Linked DNA regions of Zea mays: region 2 is linked to region 1. The links are chromatin contacts, called in public Hi-C maps. All regions are on one chromosome and are shown on one strand. The core of a region is the stretch at or near the end of the contact, and the rest is flanking DNA. Distances in the headings are between cores, read along the strand shown.

Region 1 (2,724 bases), core at 115-2,614:
CTGAGCTCGAGTTGATCCGATCTTGTATTGATCCACTTCGCCGAGCGTCCCTCCCCAGGACCACGAAGGGATGGCCTTGCGAAGCATCGGGCCCACAGCCTTTCGCGAGGTCTTCTAATCTTCTAGTGGACCCGAGGGATATCTGTCCCCCACAGACACCACAACATGGATTAGGCAGGCATTTTACGTTTGATCGAACCACAGGATAAAATCGTCGTGTCACTTGTCTTTATACCTTATAGCGATTCTACTCTTTCTTATAGTCCACTTCACTTTATAATTGCTCTAAGTTTAATACTCACCTTGTGAGAGCAATTAAGTGAAGTTCACTCCTCTTATCCTCTTCATTCGGACTTGGCTCTTACTTTCACTAATCCAATATTAGTCCAAGTTTGTTTTGTTGAGCTTATTTTACAGAATCACTATTCATCCCCTCTAGGTGCTCTCACTTAGTAGTCCAGCAATGAAGTGTCAAAACATTGGCAAACACAACATGCCCATAGCTCGATTTCATCTAAGCATATTAGAGGAAAAATTTAAGATAATATTGTAATGTGTATCTTTTTATTTACTTATTGCTTAATATGAATATTTTTAAATGTATCTTGAGTGTCTAGACGCTTGAGGCTAAGAAAGATCATAAGAAAACACGCTCCCAACCATATCAAGATACGACTCGCTCGAGGCCAACCTCGAGCGGGAGACGCAGTCACGAATCGCCCGAGTCCAACAATAATAATACATGGAGTTGTTTTACGATCTTGATAATGTTTGTCACACAAATTTTGTATATTATAGTAATGTTTGTAGTTCCGTATATATGTTTAATAGAAGAGAACATATCTGGTACACATGAAAGTTTAGTGCACGTGATGCACATATTAAATTATCACCACTCATCATGTCTCTAGTTGCTTGGTATATTTTGCTAAGGATACTCTTTGACGTGGTGATGTATAGTGGTGAAAGATGTTATTTGTAAATTATAATAATCAATTAAAGACGTTAGAACTAAGATAAATAATGATGATTTAATATGTGAACGCAATAAATTTAATGTGCATCGGATGCGACCTTTTAATAGAAAGGCTTTCCGACATTCACGCACCTCTTCGGGAAGGGCCAATGACAACATGGGTCTTCCCAACATTCACGCACCTCTTCGGAAAGGTCCAATGACAACATGGGTCCACGTGTCAGAAACCACCGGTGGGCAGTGGTTATGATCCGCATTTCGAATCGAAAGTCGAAAAGCCCTCCATTTTCCTCGTCTTCAGTACTCACCCTACGAACCCAACGTCCCCCCCGTTCGATCGCAACACTCCCCAGCCGTGTAGGGTTTCGGCTCGATACTCCGAGCCCTCCCTCCCAATGGCTAATGTCAAGCGGTCGACTCCAGTGACTGTGCCCGCTCCCGCTCCCGCGCCTGCGCCCTTGGACCCGGGGGCTACAGCCGCCATGGCCAAGAAGTCGGCGTCCACCGGGGCAGCGATTACGGCCACGAAAAGCCCCGCGGCGGCGTCACCGCTGATTGTGATCGAAATCCCGTCGTCACCTGATGCCTCCACGGGTGGCCGCCGCTCGACGACGAAAGCGCGGAAGAGGCCCGCGCTGTGGCCGCTCGTCCTTGACGACGAGATCGAGATGTGGACACCGCGGGAGAAGCGGCGCCTCGACGAGGACTGTCAGATCCTCGCCGGAGACCCTCTCGCCTCCAACATCGAGGTGGCCCCCGCCGCCGCCAGTGACGAAATCGCGGTCGTTGCGGAGCGAGGAAAGGTACGCTTGCGATTGCGACAATACTCCAGGGGATGAAATGCCTAGCTGTCAATCTGAAATGTGCAATCTTTCCTGATGTGGCGTTCAAAGGCGAACCGTCAATCTTTAATTTCGATCTTTCTAATGTGGTATTGCAGATTGCGTGCAGAGATTACCCACATCCGAGGTCTGCTTGTGCAAAGCACCCATTTAGTAGAACCCCTCATGAACGCTATTGTGACCAGGTAATGTCGCGCCTAGCCTCGCACTCCTTGCTCGTGATATTTATATGGAGTTAATACTGCATTATCGTCAAACGTAACAGTAGTTGTGGACTTGTGGCTAACTGAACAAGCTTAATGTGTGCATTATTCATTAAGGCCCTGTTTGTTTCTTCCATGATTATATAATACAACTTATGGATTATATAAGCACCTATTAACCTGGTTATGAATTATTATAATCTAGCTGTCTAGATTACATAATCCACCTAATAAACTGTGTTGTTTGTTTACCTCTTAACTTATTTAAGCTAGATTATATAATCTAGAGGGTAAACAAACAGGGCCTAAGTCAAGGGGATAGAAAATGAAGGTTTTTTTGTGAATATCATATTATGAACGATTGCTCTGTATATTATGAATTGAAAATTTGTTGCTAAAGTTGCAAAGGATAACAGCCATTTGTTGATCATCATGTCAATACAGTAGGTTGCACGTTGCAAGAACTGTCTATTGAACGCTGAGCAGCATGTTTAAAAGCCTTAAAATATTGTGTTGCCTTACCTCAATGCAGTCTTATTTGCCTTGTTTAGCTGTTGGGGTCTCAAATTGATGTCCTGTTAGACACTTTCAACTTACATGCTGTTATGGTAAATTATCACACCATTTAAACCTTTTAAATGGTAAAACAAATATTTGGTTGCTACTAGACACCTCCACAGTTTTCCCTAAAGTTTACAGATTG
Region 2 (2,724 bases), core at 129-2,628, 370 kb before region 1:
TGACACTATGTCGGTGTCCTCCTATATGCAATGAGCTTCTTTATTGACACACAATTGAGCATTTGAACAACTCCAATCCATTTCCTACTACATGTATCTAGAGTTCGTGCTAGCTAGCGTGCGTATGTGTGTCTCCGTCTAAGCTCGTATTAGTCCACCTAATTTTTTGAAGTAAAGTCTAACTAATTCGGTACCCAACTACCAAAATGAAACAAGGACTCCTCAACCAGCTCGTCGCCCATCCAGTAGACGGCATGCGGGCTGGACCGAAGCAAAGAGGCTCTAGTTTAGCTGAGAGAGCAAACAACGGCGCATTGGATCCGGTAAAAGCGTGTCTAGGCAGCCGGCCGTTGACGAAGGAAAACATGCATGGGAGAGCTCGGTTTGCTTTTGTTTCTATCGACCGTCCAATGCAACGGCCAGCATTGGCGCCCATCTCGATCGACGAAGTCGGAGGGAGTTGCGTCTTTTCTCGTCCTCGGATAGGGCCATCGGCAGGTTCTTCCATACGCACGGGTGTAGATACGAGCTCTTCGCATCTCTATCTCTTTTGTTTTTTTAATTAGTATTTATATATCGCTTAATAGACATCATTTAATAAATGATGTTGTAAATTTTAGATCCACGGTTGAGCTGGAGTACTTGGTAATCTGGTTTTCTGGAGCCGGAGCGCTCTCGGACAGGCTCATATACTACCATCGGCCGTCCGGTACGCACGAGGTCGCCAGGAATGGGCAGCCTGGGTACGTACGTCCAAAACCGGGGCGGCGGCGGCCTCCCATTCTGTCCGTTGAAAAATTCTTGCTGTACTGTCATCGAGTGGACCGAAGCGAACGAAACAATAATCTAGTCGCAGTGTTAGCAGGCATTACCTGTCGCTCATCACGCGATGCTCTGGGTCCCCCCTCAAATCAAATTTAAACAAGTGCAGCAAATAAAAAAAACACGCAGCAGAGCAGGTCTGGCGAGCAGAAGACGTTCGGCTCTAAATCCAGCTATAATTATATATGAAGTGGCGATAATTGTCAAATCTTTGTGACAGGACTAATAAAGGCAGAAGGGTCACACAAATGGCAGTTGCCCCTGGGGGCTGAGTCACCTCGTTCCAGATCCTACTGGACACGCCCGGTCCTCTGCCAGCTAAGCGCTGGCATCCCGCCGGCTGGAGCCGCCACTTCCCTCTTTCTTTCGCGTTGAGCTCCCTCGCATCCATTCTAATCCCGACCCCGTCCCGTCTCCACTCCAGACATTTGGATTCACAGTCACAATTACGCCCTCCTGTTCCGCACCTTCTTTATACACGCCCACGGCCCACCCGTCTACGCCGAACCATCATTACCAGCCGGCGGCCGCTCCACTCTTTCGCTCTCCATCTCCATCTCCATCTACCTACGCTCTCGCGAGTCGCGACGACATCCTCCGCGGAGCTTGCGCGGGTACGGCACGGAGATGGCCGCGGCCGGGCCGACGACGTCCCCGGCCACGGCGGGCGCCGTGGAGGAGCTCACGCGGCTGTACCGGGAGCTGCCGCCGCGCCCGGCCGTGGAGGAGGTGGAGGCGGCGGCGGCGGTGCTGGCGTCGGCGGCCGCGGAGGAGGAGGCGCGCCTCGCCGAGATCGACAGGGAGGAGGCGCTGGCGCGCGGGGGCGCGCCGCCCGAGCTCCTCGACGTGCTGTGGGAGGCCCGGCGCAGCTCCGTGCGCCTCCGCGCGCTGCAGCAGCGCAAGGAGGCCGCGCACGTCCTCGAGCTCGAGAGGCGGTTCAGGCTCTTCGACGACCTCATCCAGCGGGCGTCGCGTCTTCTGTCCCCCGGCGGTGGTGCCGGGGCCAGGAGCGGCACGGGTGGTGCCGCGGTGGACCACGACGAGGTCGTCGAGGTCGACGCCACCCGGAACACGGAGCTGGACGCCGCGCCAGCCGAGATTGGTCGCGGGAGCAAGGGCGGCTTGGGACTGGAACCCAAGTCCGTCTCGTCGCTGCGTCGTGCTGCTTCGGCAGGTACTACTACTCCTTCCTAATCGGTCTCTCGGTATCTGTATTTCCCCTGCAAATTTAGGTGAGCTTTCGCTCCGCAGGCGCTACGCTATTCCGTTCGATTTCGTTGTCCAAACCTGAGTTGATTAGCTGTTACAAACCAAGTTGATCGTTTGATTGGTGTGGTTTATGTTGACTTGTCCTTGTTTTGTGTTGTCAATTTTTCTTGTCACCCAGATTTATTTCCTCTTACCATATCTTCAGTCCGTAGTTCCATTACACTGACTATTTTTTTAAGGAATACTTTACTAGGACTTGTTAGTTGAATCAATGTAAGGTTTTTTTTTCTACAACTATAGTAACATATTGTTTCGCCCCATGATAATTTGTTTATGATTGACTTTTTCATAGGATGCCATCATAATGGTACCTCAGCTATAGTAATGGCCGCATTTCTTATCAGTACCTGTACTTTACTAGTGCTGGTAATTGGACACGATGATGGGCTGTGCGCTTTGTGATGTTTCTGTGTGTTAACTGTGGACTGTTCCGTTATGGAACATTGCACCAGAATCAAATAGCTAATTTGATTTTACAGGCAAGCACAAATTTCTGAATGCCCCCCCCCCCCCCCCCCCCCCCCCCAAATATATTATTTGCTTATTTGATTGGTTTCAACTGGATGAATCGTTTATTCATTAGCACAGACCCTACGATTGTGATAATTCTGTGTGTAAGTGTGAAGTGTATTA

The links. Hi-C and Micro-C count contacts between places; a contact is called where the count stands out from the background.
Region 2: a contact with region 1 is called in a Hi-C map of leaf, with 5 times the contacts expected there. The contact joins the promoter of LOC109942247 here to the promoter of LOC100277494 in region 1. A contact is called at or near these places in 2 of 25 Hi-C or Micro-C datasets (leaf and tassel).

What each region holds. Positions count from the first base shown.
Region 1 is chr9:118,037,275-118,039,998 of Zm-B73-REFERENCE-NAM-5.0, reverse strand. It overlaps LOC100277494, which reads left to right and starts at 1,364. Exons shown (of 3, transcript NM_001374008.1): 1 at 1,364-1,779; 2 at 1,917-2,003. The coding sequence starts at 1,372.
Region 2 is chr9:118,403,529-118,406,252 of Zm-B73-REFERENCE-NAM-5.0, reverse strand. LOC109942247 (plant intracellular Ras-group-related LRR protein 5-like) reads left to right here and starts at 1,378. Exons shown (of 3, transcript NM_001351093.1): 1 at 1,378-1,996. The coding sequence starts at 1,450.